Linked DNA regions of Sus scrofa: region 2 is linked to region 1. The links are chromatin contacts, called in public HiChIP or PLAC-seq maps. All regions are on one chromosome and are shown on one strand. Each heading gives the region's core, a stretch centred on a gene start, on an enhancer-like site or on the middle of the called end of the contact. The rest is flanking DNA. Distances are from core to core; before and after follow the strand shown. Region 1 holds the start of OSER1 (oxidative stress-responsive serine-rich protein 1). Region 2 holds the start of STK4 (serine/threonine-protein kinase 4).

Region 1 (4,958 bases), core at 1,179-3,678:
ATTTGATCTTATTGTGATACCTCTAATATTCCAAAGGTCAGGGTGTCATAATATGTTTGATATAATGTAAACATGTAGTATCAGGGGCAGAATTAAGAAGCAAGGAATCAAGACTATTTGGTTATTTATTATACATAGAAGGTGGAGAGCACTAAAAACAGTCTCAAAAGAATCCAGCTAGCTTTCACCTCAACTTCTTAAGACAAAAATTTGAAATACACTCCCCGCATATATTTTGCTAGTTTATTTAATCAGTACATCAATTTGAGGAAACATTATCAATTCCATATTTTACTGGTTCCTAATCCTTCTGGATTTAGAGGAGGATTCTCTCCCAGTTACACAATGTCCCATATGCCTGGGGAGAGGGGTGAGCAAAAATCACATATTCTATTACTTTTGAAGCGCCACAGCATCTAAAAGGGTGACATCTGTAGGCTGTAAACAAATTCTTCCTGCTGGCAGAACTAAAATAAAGTTTTTATTTTATTTATTAATTTTCCTCAATTACTTTTGGACCAGTTAGTCAAAAGCTCAGGCTCTTGGCCCTTATAGAGTGAAATCATCTGAGCCAGTCTACCCATCTCTGCAGACCCCACACAAACTTTCTTCTGGCTTCTCTGGAGATCAGTACACATCACATCTACTAGTATTGACAGAATTCCTACTATATGCTTTAGCACTAGACTGGGTGCTTAGGGATACAAGGATAAACCTGACATCAGAACTAGAATCTCATTCTTGCCCTAACACTGCACTAAGATGTTTTGCGCCCCGATATGGAACTTTTAATTATATAGTCCTAACTCTAGATGTTAATACAAACCTAGCTGACACACTAAAACTTTCTTGACACATTAAAAGATCCATCATTTAACAACCAAAACAGACCAAAATAAAACTGGCACAGACTAAAACATTAGGAATGACATTCCATCTAAACTATTTTGAGACTTTCAACATTCTGATGACTCACCTTTTCCCTCAATTATATTAACCCAGAGCAAAGGTGAATCTTAGGCATGACCTGAAGAGCTAAATCATAACATGTTTGTAATTACAAAAAGGCTTATTATGCTCCGCCCTATTCCCGGCCTCCCATTCACTCAAATCAAGAGCTAAATAACTCAGTGAAACATGTATCGTTTTCCCCTTCTTCACTGATAAATTCATAAATTTGTGGGATGGATTTCTGCCGTTTTTTACTACACTAACTTCTTGAAATTGAACGATCCCCCTCAAAGATCAAACTTTTTAAAAGGCCTATTAGAAATTACCTTAAGTCAAATAACATAGGGCCTCGGATTTTCCTTAGCCTTTCAAAAAAAACCAAAATTATTCTAAGTTCCTTCATCAAAAGGGCAAATTCCTGATTTTCTCTGATTGTCAACAAAAGCTATGGGTCACAATCTTATTTACATCTTGCAGTTTTAACCGAGACCTCTTCGAACGTCAGGCCTAGGTCCAAATTTCCAGGACCCTGAAAAGACCGGAGAACGATCAATAAAAGATCTGCGCGTAAGCGTGTCATCACAATGTTAAAATATTTAGAAAATTTCCCAACCCACCAGGAAGCGTGGAGTTCGGGAAAGAAAACCGAATCCAGCAACTCTGCAAGGCGCAAATAAAACTAGGTTCAAACAATCGACCCGGGTGTCTCTTCTACCCACTCAACTCCCTAAACTCTCGGTACTAGAGCCCGATGTTAATTCTTCTTACCCAGAAAGTGGATCGGTCGTGGTTCAACAGGATTTGGGGAGAGGGAGGCTCAGAACCTGAGGGGTTCGGATAGCGGGGAGCTGTCCAGGGCCTTAGCTCTGCCCGCCCGAGGTCCTGCAGCTGGAAGTCGCCCCCTGAGGATACTCTCCGGGCCAAAAGGAGAGGATACAGTAGGGCCAAGGGGCAAGGGATGCAGGAGGAGGAGGGAGCAAAGCCGAAGCGGCAGCCAACGAGACTGGGGCGCGGAAAAGGGCGGGAAGGGGCAAAGGGCTGCCGAGGAGGACGAAAAGGGGAAGCTACGGCCAGGCGGGAGAGGGCGGAGGCGCGGGGCGGGGGTCGCGGAGGCGGGAAGGGGCGAAGAGAGCGGGGCTCGGGTAGTGCCAGGCCGCGGCGGCGGACGGAGCGCGGAGAGGCGCAGGCCCGGCTGGGCCCAGACAGCCAGAGCCGTGGGACGACGCGACGCGACGCGAGAGGGCTCAGAAGCGGCTGCCCGCTGCCAGGCCGGGCCTCGAGGCCGAGACGCGGTGCTACGGAGCTTCTCCGTCAAGTCTGGGCACTCACCTCCTCGCGGCAGGGTCGCTCCGGTGAGCCAGTCTCGTCAGTTCAGATCGTCTCTCCCCGATCGTCGCGCCTGACTGACCCGGATCTAAACCCGCGGAGGGGGCGGCCCGCTCCTCCGGAGTCGCTCTGCGCCTGCGTCACTCGGGCACGCCCCCCGCCCCCTGTTCGCGCTCCTCCTACCCCCCGTGACTCGGCAGCGCGGCAGGCAGCGACTGCGCAGGCGCGGAGCTGTAGCCGCGCCTCTCAAACGCCTTGCACCCGCCCCTCTCAAAACACGTGCGCCTGACGCCACTTCCTGTTATTCTCTTCGCTCGCTCCTCCCTTCTCAAAGAGTTTGCTGGGGATGGCTTTCTGGGGCATGCCTGCTTCCTTCTCTTGGTCAGGTGAGTGACTGGGTGAGTGAGGGTTGTTTCTCGCTGTCACGGAGCCACCTCGATTTTCCGCGGTCTCCCTGTGCTTGGAGCGCTACCTGGAGTCAACAAGGCTACGGAATTCCGCGAGGTGAGGCCCAGGTGGGTGGATCTTTACGCAACGGAGCCACCTCTGAACGCTCCGCGCGAGTCTCCTGGATGCGCGAATCTGGACTGCCGGCGGTATCGCTGGGGCTCGAACACCAGCCTTCGCCTCCTGGGGATCCCCCAGGGCTGCAGAAAAGCAAGGGGGAATCCGACACAGCTAGTACCGTGAACATTAGGCCGAAATTGGAACTGAAATGCGTTTACAAAATACCTTTGTTGTTTCCCTCTCTGGCTTTCTCCATTCTGTTAAATGAGGACGTTGGACTGCTTCAGCACATCTCGTTGTTTTCAGGCATGGACTCCGTTGAGAATCTGGTGAGAATCGTAGGCCGCCTCGACAGAGACGTGCACAGGCATACCAAATTTTGCAAAAAGGTTTGGGCAGTTCACCTAAGCAGGTAATTTTTAGGGATCTTTTCCTTTTGTAGGACTCCGACGGTTGCTTGGATGGCAGACAGAGAAGGGATGGGCTGAGCAACGGCTGCTACTCCCTCCAACACCAGCTCACTCACCATGCCCCAGTTCCACGTCCGCACTTCTCAGAGCTTTGTGGGAAAAGATGCTCTTCCTCAGTAAAATGGGCTCGAGTTGGTTCTGGCCAACCTTTGTGTGAGGTTGTCACTTGAACCAAAACTGGACCCTCCCACTCCCCAGTACCTTAGCTATAATCACCTAATTGGATAGGCTGCTGAAAATAGCTTGGTATGTTCAACTTAACTATAGCCAGACTTTGGAATGCCTGGCCCATGTCTGAGGATGGAATCTACAGGTTATTTTATAAGATTGTTAAAGCATGTCTTGGGCCCTGGGTACCTTTTTAAATCCTTGTTCATACCAGAGGCTCAGTAACTGACAAGGGATGAAAGAAACCTGTTAATTGTTAAGTCCCAACATCAAACCAAATTCTAATGATGGCTCCCCGCTTCTTTGCAGCAACCATGCACGTGTTTGCACGTTTAATATTCCTGTAATTTTACACAACAGATGAGGATGACTGGGATTCAGATATTAGCTTGTTCTAGCTCCCTTCTTCTGTGTCACAGTGCTAGGAAGTGACCGAATCAGGATTTAAACAGTCTCAAAAGCCTGGCAGTCCACTGCTTACCATCTCTCAGTATATCTTAGAATAAGAAGCAGGAAAATATGATGCATTTTTTTCCCCTCAGAAGTTGCCACGTGAATTTCATTAAGACCAAATACATGTTTTTAAGCTGTTAGTCAAAAATACTGCTTCAGATAAAACCACACAACCTTGAAGGCAGGGACTGTATCTAGTTGAGTTGAATTCTGGAGGTGAGTAGGTGCTGTGCTGTGTACAGTTTTGGGGCATGCTTCATTTTACCTCATTTCCATCTATGATGGCATTAAATACTAAAAACTAAAGTTTTAAAAGGCTTCCTTTTATTTTATTTATTATATTTATTTGTAATTATTTATTTATTTTTTTTTGGGGGTGTTTTTTCCTTTTCTAGGGCTGCTTCCCGCGGCATATGGAGGTTCCCAGGCTAGGGGTCTAATCGGAGCTGTAGATGCTGGCCTACGCCAGAGCCACAGCAACTCAGAATACGAGCTGTGTCGGCGACCTACACCACAGCCCGCGGCAACGCTGGATCCTTAACCCACTGAGCAAGGCCAGGAATCAAACCCACAACCTCATGGTTCCTAGTCGGATTCGCTAACCACTGTGCCACGACAGAAACTCCAGGCTTCCTTTTAGGTACGCGTGTCTCTGTCGTAAAGCTGGATGCTTTCTGAGGATGTGGCTCATTACTCAGGGAGTATTTGGAAGGCGAACCTCTGGGGAAGAAAGTCTGTTAACTCACACCCCCTGATGTGGCCTGAAATTCCAAGTCATATATAGGCCTGATTCACTGTTTGACACCTCATGACTTAGAATGAGAGACAGAAGCCACAAAGCATGTGATGTGTGGGAACAAAGCCAGACTGCCTCCTACACCAGCAGCACAGGATCTTTCCAGCCACAGAAAAAGCCTTGAACCTAATGTGGAGATTTTATATTCAGGAAATTGACTTGGCATTTATCAACTTAATGCACACAGTGATGCCATTTAATCAGAAAGCTGTGGTAGCTGTAAAATGCCTTTAACAGTGTACGTCCTTCTTGTTACATGTACTTTCTAAGTGATTGAATAGAGGAGA
Region 2 (4,958 bases), core at 1,646-4,145, 700 kb after region 1:
CTGTTCTATTACACTGTAAACTGCAAAAATGCTAGGACCCACAAATGCCTTAAATATTGTCATATACCCAGATCCTAGCCCAGTCCCGGACACAAAGAGCTCAGTAAGTGTTGAATGAATGAAGCATGAGTAGCCCTGCTCATCGGTCCTTTCTCTTAGGCTATTAGCATATTACAGTTGGCTGAGGTTTGCTATTTAAATGAAAATCAATTAATTAAATAAAAAATCCAGAGTTCCTGTCGTGGCACAGCAGATACGAATCCGACTAGGAACCATGAGGTTGCAGGTTCAGTCCCTGGCCTTGCTCAGTGGGTTAATGACCTGGCGTTGCTGTGAGCTGTGGTGTAGATCACAGATGCAGCTCGGATCTGGCATTGCTGGGGCTGTGGCGTAGGCCAGCAGCTGTAGCCCTGATTAGATCCCCTAGCCTGGGAATTTCTATATGCTGCAGGAGCAGCCCTAAAATAAAAATAAAAAATAAAAAAAAGAAGAAAAAACAAAAAAACCCAGTGTTTTAATCACACTAGCCACACTTAAAGTGCCTAATAGCCACATGTGGCTAGTGGCTACTGTTTTGACCATATGTAGAATATTCCATCACTGCAGAAATTTCTATGGGGCAGTGCCGGGCTGGATATTATGTGGAAAAAGAGGGTGACCTTAATACCCCTCCATCTTCTGGAAAGATCCTGGGAAGCAGACAAAGGAAGGATGTTTGACATTGTGCACTGGTAAGTTAACATTTGTTTTTAAAAAATGTTTATTGTGTGGACACAGTGGGAGCTTAGATTCAGAGCTGCCCTTCACGGAGGCAAAAATTCAGTGGGCAGCAGGGTCTGAACACCAGGTTAAAAGTACAGGGGAAATACAGGAAAAGTGCTAGGGGATTTCAGAGGACAGAGGTGACTTCTTGCAGGACGGATCCACCATGACTTCCTAAACTGTGTGGAAGCTTTTTCCTGATCTTAACTTCCCCAGGGTTCCCTCTGCCATTTGCCCAGATTCCTAACAGAGCAAAGTGGCAAATAAAATGTGGATTTTGTGGAGTCAGAAAACTGTTAGGTTAAAACCTTTGCTCTCACTAGCTGTATATATGTGAATCTCAGCTTCTTCACCTGTAAACGGAGGATAATAATTCTTACTTCGTGGGACTGTTTTGAAGATGAAGTATTAGCCTAGGATTGCGCCTGGCACATAGTAGATTATAAACACGTTCTCCAACTGTATCAGGGAATGCCTGTTATTCTTTTTTTTGTATGGCTTTATTATTTTTTTAATTAATTATTTTACTTACTTTTGTCTTTTCTAGGGCTGCACCCGCAGCATATGGAGGATCCCAGGCTAGGGGTCAAATCGGAGCTGTAGCCGCTGGCCTACACCACAGCCACAGCAACACCAGATCTGAGCTGGGTCTGCAACCTACACCACAGCTCACGGTCACGACGGATCCTTAACCCATTGAGCAAGGCCAGGGATCGAACCAACAACCTCATGGTTCCTAGTCGGATTCGTTAACCACTGAGCCATGACGGGAACTCCTTATTATTTTTTTAAATTTATGTTTAGCTTTTTTTTTCCCCTCCTTTTTAGGGCTGCACCTGCAGCATATGGAAGTTCCTGGGCTAGGTGCTGAATCGGAGCTGCAGCTGCTGGCCTATGCCACAGCCACAGCAGCGCCAGATCCAAGCCAAGCTTGCACCAATGCTGGATCCTTAATCCACTGTGTGAGGCCAGGGATAGAACCTGCATCTGCATGGATACTAGTCAGGTTCTTAGCAGCTGAGCCACAATGGGAACTGCTGTTACTCCATTTTTAGCATATGGAGTCCATACCTGGGTCGCCCTGAGAGGTTGCTCAGGTGTTGTTCTGAAGATGCTTTGAGAAAAACAGGACAATTAAAAATGGTGAGAGGTTGCTTTGGGTAAATTTTCTCCGGTAACGTTATGAGTGAATTGGGCGGAATCTTCCTTTTTCTTAATATTCACTGATGGTGGTGGCAACCGAGGATTTATGAATTTCTATAACTGGAACTGGAGCTCTGAGGGGACAGGAAGCTCTGAATCTCATGCCCAACCAAGGGTCCACAGTGACTGTCTAGTTTGATGGTGCAGGCTCTGGAATCAGGTCTATCTGGATATAACTCCCCAAACCTATACTTTTAGCTATTTGAGCTTCACCTCTCTGGCCTCACGAGAACAACAAAAGTATGCACCTTACAGCCTTAAGAGTATTAAATGAATTAGCATTAGTAGGGCATGAAAACGTGGTAATGGTAAGAGTGTCAAAAAATTAGCAGAGAAGATTGGGGTTAACGTTACAGGCTTGATATGAGGATTAAATGAAACAACACTTGAAAGCCAGTACATGGTAAGAGTTTAAAAAATAATAGCTATTTTTTATGTACACAGGTGAGGCTGTCAAGAGGGTGGAGCAATTTTCAGGCTGATGCTCTGTTACATCCACGAAGCGGTTTCGCACGTTCGAGCTTCCACCTGGAACAGGAATTCAATTAGTTCAGACCTGTAGAGTACCATAAATACCTCTGGGAGTCCCTGGAGCAGTGCTTCCCAGGAATCGCGCAGAACTTGGCTGGTTAAGAATCGACAGTTGTTATCAAGTATGTTGCTTCGCAAGAAACCTCAGTATCTCCGTCTGAGATATGAGAGGCGCGGCCCGAGGCAGCGATGGGTTCCAGGTCTGGGGGACCAAGTGTCTCGGGCTAACACCACCGCAAGAAACAACGCCGCCGAGACTCCAGTCTGCCTGACGACGTGCCCCAAGGCTGTCTCCGAGCCTCCTCGTTCCGCCCCAGCGTGCCACGTGACTCGAGTCCGCACCACGTGATCCAGGCCCGGCCCTCGCGGCCCCGCCCCTCCCCTGAGCAGCTCGCCGCTTCCGGTAGGGGCGGAAAGCGGAAGTGTGGGAGGGTCTGCGGGGCGGGCTCGGAGAAGTCCCGGGGGAGGATGGAGCACTGAGCGGGTCTGGGCGGCTGCCGGCAGCGCCATGGAGACGGTGCAGCTGAGGAACCCGCCGCGCCGGTGAGAGGCCGCTCGCTGGTCAAGAGGAAGGGGGGCGGGGAGGGAAAGGCGGGAACCGGCCGGAGGGGTGATGGGTGTGTGAGCCCGTGGAGCAGATGGACCTGCGGGGCCAGGCGACCGGGCTGATGGGGCACCTGCTGAATGGGCGACCCCTGGCCGGCGGGGGTCTGGACGAGGGGGGATAAACATGGGGCTGGTTAGAGATCACTTGTTTTTGGAGGGACAGCCTGGCAGGAGGGGAGCGACAGCCGGGGGGAGCAACTGCTGAGGAACGTGGGGACAAGTTAGGGAAAGCACCTGCTGAAGGCGGGGGTTGCCGCTGGGTGAGGGCTACTATACCAGAAGGGACTCATTGAGGTAGAGAGGATGCTGAAGCTGGGTGAGAACCAACGAGGGGGGATCTGTCTAAGGGATGGATCAGGAACAAGGAGAGAGAAGGGTTGGGTAGACTTTCTAAGGGACCGAGTCCCGCCCAACGGGTGCAGTGGGGAGGATCTGCTGAGGAGAAAAGCTGTGCGCCTGAGACTGAAGATGTGCCAAGAAAGGTTGAGAATGGGTGCCAAGCAAGGGTGGCTTCATGGAGGACAGCATTAGGAAGATGTTTTTGGTAGTGTCTCCACTCTAAGATAATGACACCTTTCCTTCCTGATGTCCAAGGTCTTCCTAATTTTCTTTACATCTGACACTGGGAGGTAGATAGGGAAGTAAGAGACAATTTTCTTTTTCTTTTTTTCCCTCAAGTATAGTTGGTTTACAACGTTGTGAGACTATTTTCAAGATGGGCAAACTGAGGCCCAGAAGAGTTGAGACACAGTCCTGTATGTTTCCTTCTTTGCTCTTGATCTGGGTCACTGGACCCGGCCAGACTTGCCTTTTTCAGATCTCTCTTGTTTTGCGTCGGTTCCAAAGGCTGCTGCTGCCTGGAGTTGTTTTACAACAAAATGGGGGGGGAGGGGGTAGCCTATCCTAGAAAGTCTCACCTCCTGAGGGGTTGCATTTGTGTCAATGATTTATTCAGTGGATGCCAGAGTCTTAAAGCACTCTGCCACATCTGGAGAAGAATCGAGAGTAGAGATTGAGGTGCCGTGCAGTTTGCCTCTGTTTCGCAGAGACCTCTGACTTCCTGCAGTAGAATGAGCTCTAAAGTAGGAAGTGTTCAGTGTGTGGGAGTATGGGGCAAAGGAGAGGTGAAAGGAAGGGATTGACAGCCGGGGCTGCGCCCATGGGTTTGTTTGAAGTGTACAAACAGTGCAGAAGGCAAATAGCTGGTTGGGATGGATTCATAATTCATCATATAGCGTGCTGAGTCTGACATTGAACTCACAGCACTTACTGGGTGCTAGACACTGTTCTTAGTGCTCTCCATGTCTCCTGTTGAACCGTATGAATTTGCTGATATTTGGCCATTTTGATGTGTAAAAATAGTGGTTTCATATGGTTCAACCTGTTATTGGCTCATTTGACCCTCACAACAATCCTATCACCTGTATCTCTGTATTTTACAGGTGATGCAACTGAGCCCAGAGAGGCTAGTGATTGGACAGGAGTTTCTCAGTTACTAAGTGACAGATCTGGGATTTTAATCCGAGCAGTCTGGTCTAAAGTCCATGCTGTTAGCTGCCTCACTCTGATGCCTCTCTGGAAGTACCCCTGTTTCACAAAGCCTTGTATACGTTAGCAGATATTTGCTCTAGTGCCATAGATCCAGTGATAAATGGACATGGTTATATTTCTTCCTGAATGTTCATTCTTTCTCCAAGGCCCTGGTTTAATTGAGAAGAGAATCGGGAATCTGAGTTTAGTTTTTACTTTGGTCTTATGTTGTGTAATCTTGGGCAAAAGAGTAAACCGTTTTGGTTTTCGACAGGCTCATTCCTAGACCTTTTAAATATTTCATTAAGTGTGCAAGAGAAAAGTAT

Evidence for each region. HiChIP or PLAC-seq counts read pairs in DNA pulled down with a chosen protein or histone mark.
Region 2: a contact with region 1 is called in an H3K27ac HiChIP or PLAC-seq map of alveolar macrophages. The contact joins the promoter of STK4 here to the promoter of OSER1 in region 1. A contact is called at or near these places in 2 of 47 Hi-C or Micro-C datasets (heart right ventricle and liver) and 1 of 2 datasets of contacts at active chromatin or transcription factors (alveolar macrophages).

What each region holds. Positions count from the first base shown.
Region 1 is chr17:46,683,716-46,688,673 of Sscrofa11.1, forward strand. It overlaps OSER1 (oxidative stress-responsive serine-rich protein 1), which reads right to left and starts at 2,429. Exons shown (of 4, transcript XM_021078054.1): 1 at 2,281-2,429. It also overlaps LOC106506689.
Region 2 is chr17:47,384,699-47,389,656 of Sscrofa11.1, forward strand. STK4 (serine/threonine-protein kinase 4) reads left to right here and starts at 2,896. Exons shown (of 11, transcript XM_021077860.1): 1 at 2,896-3,039.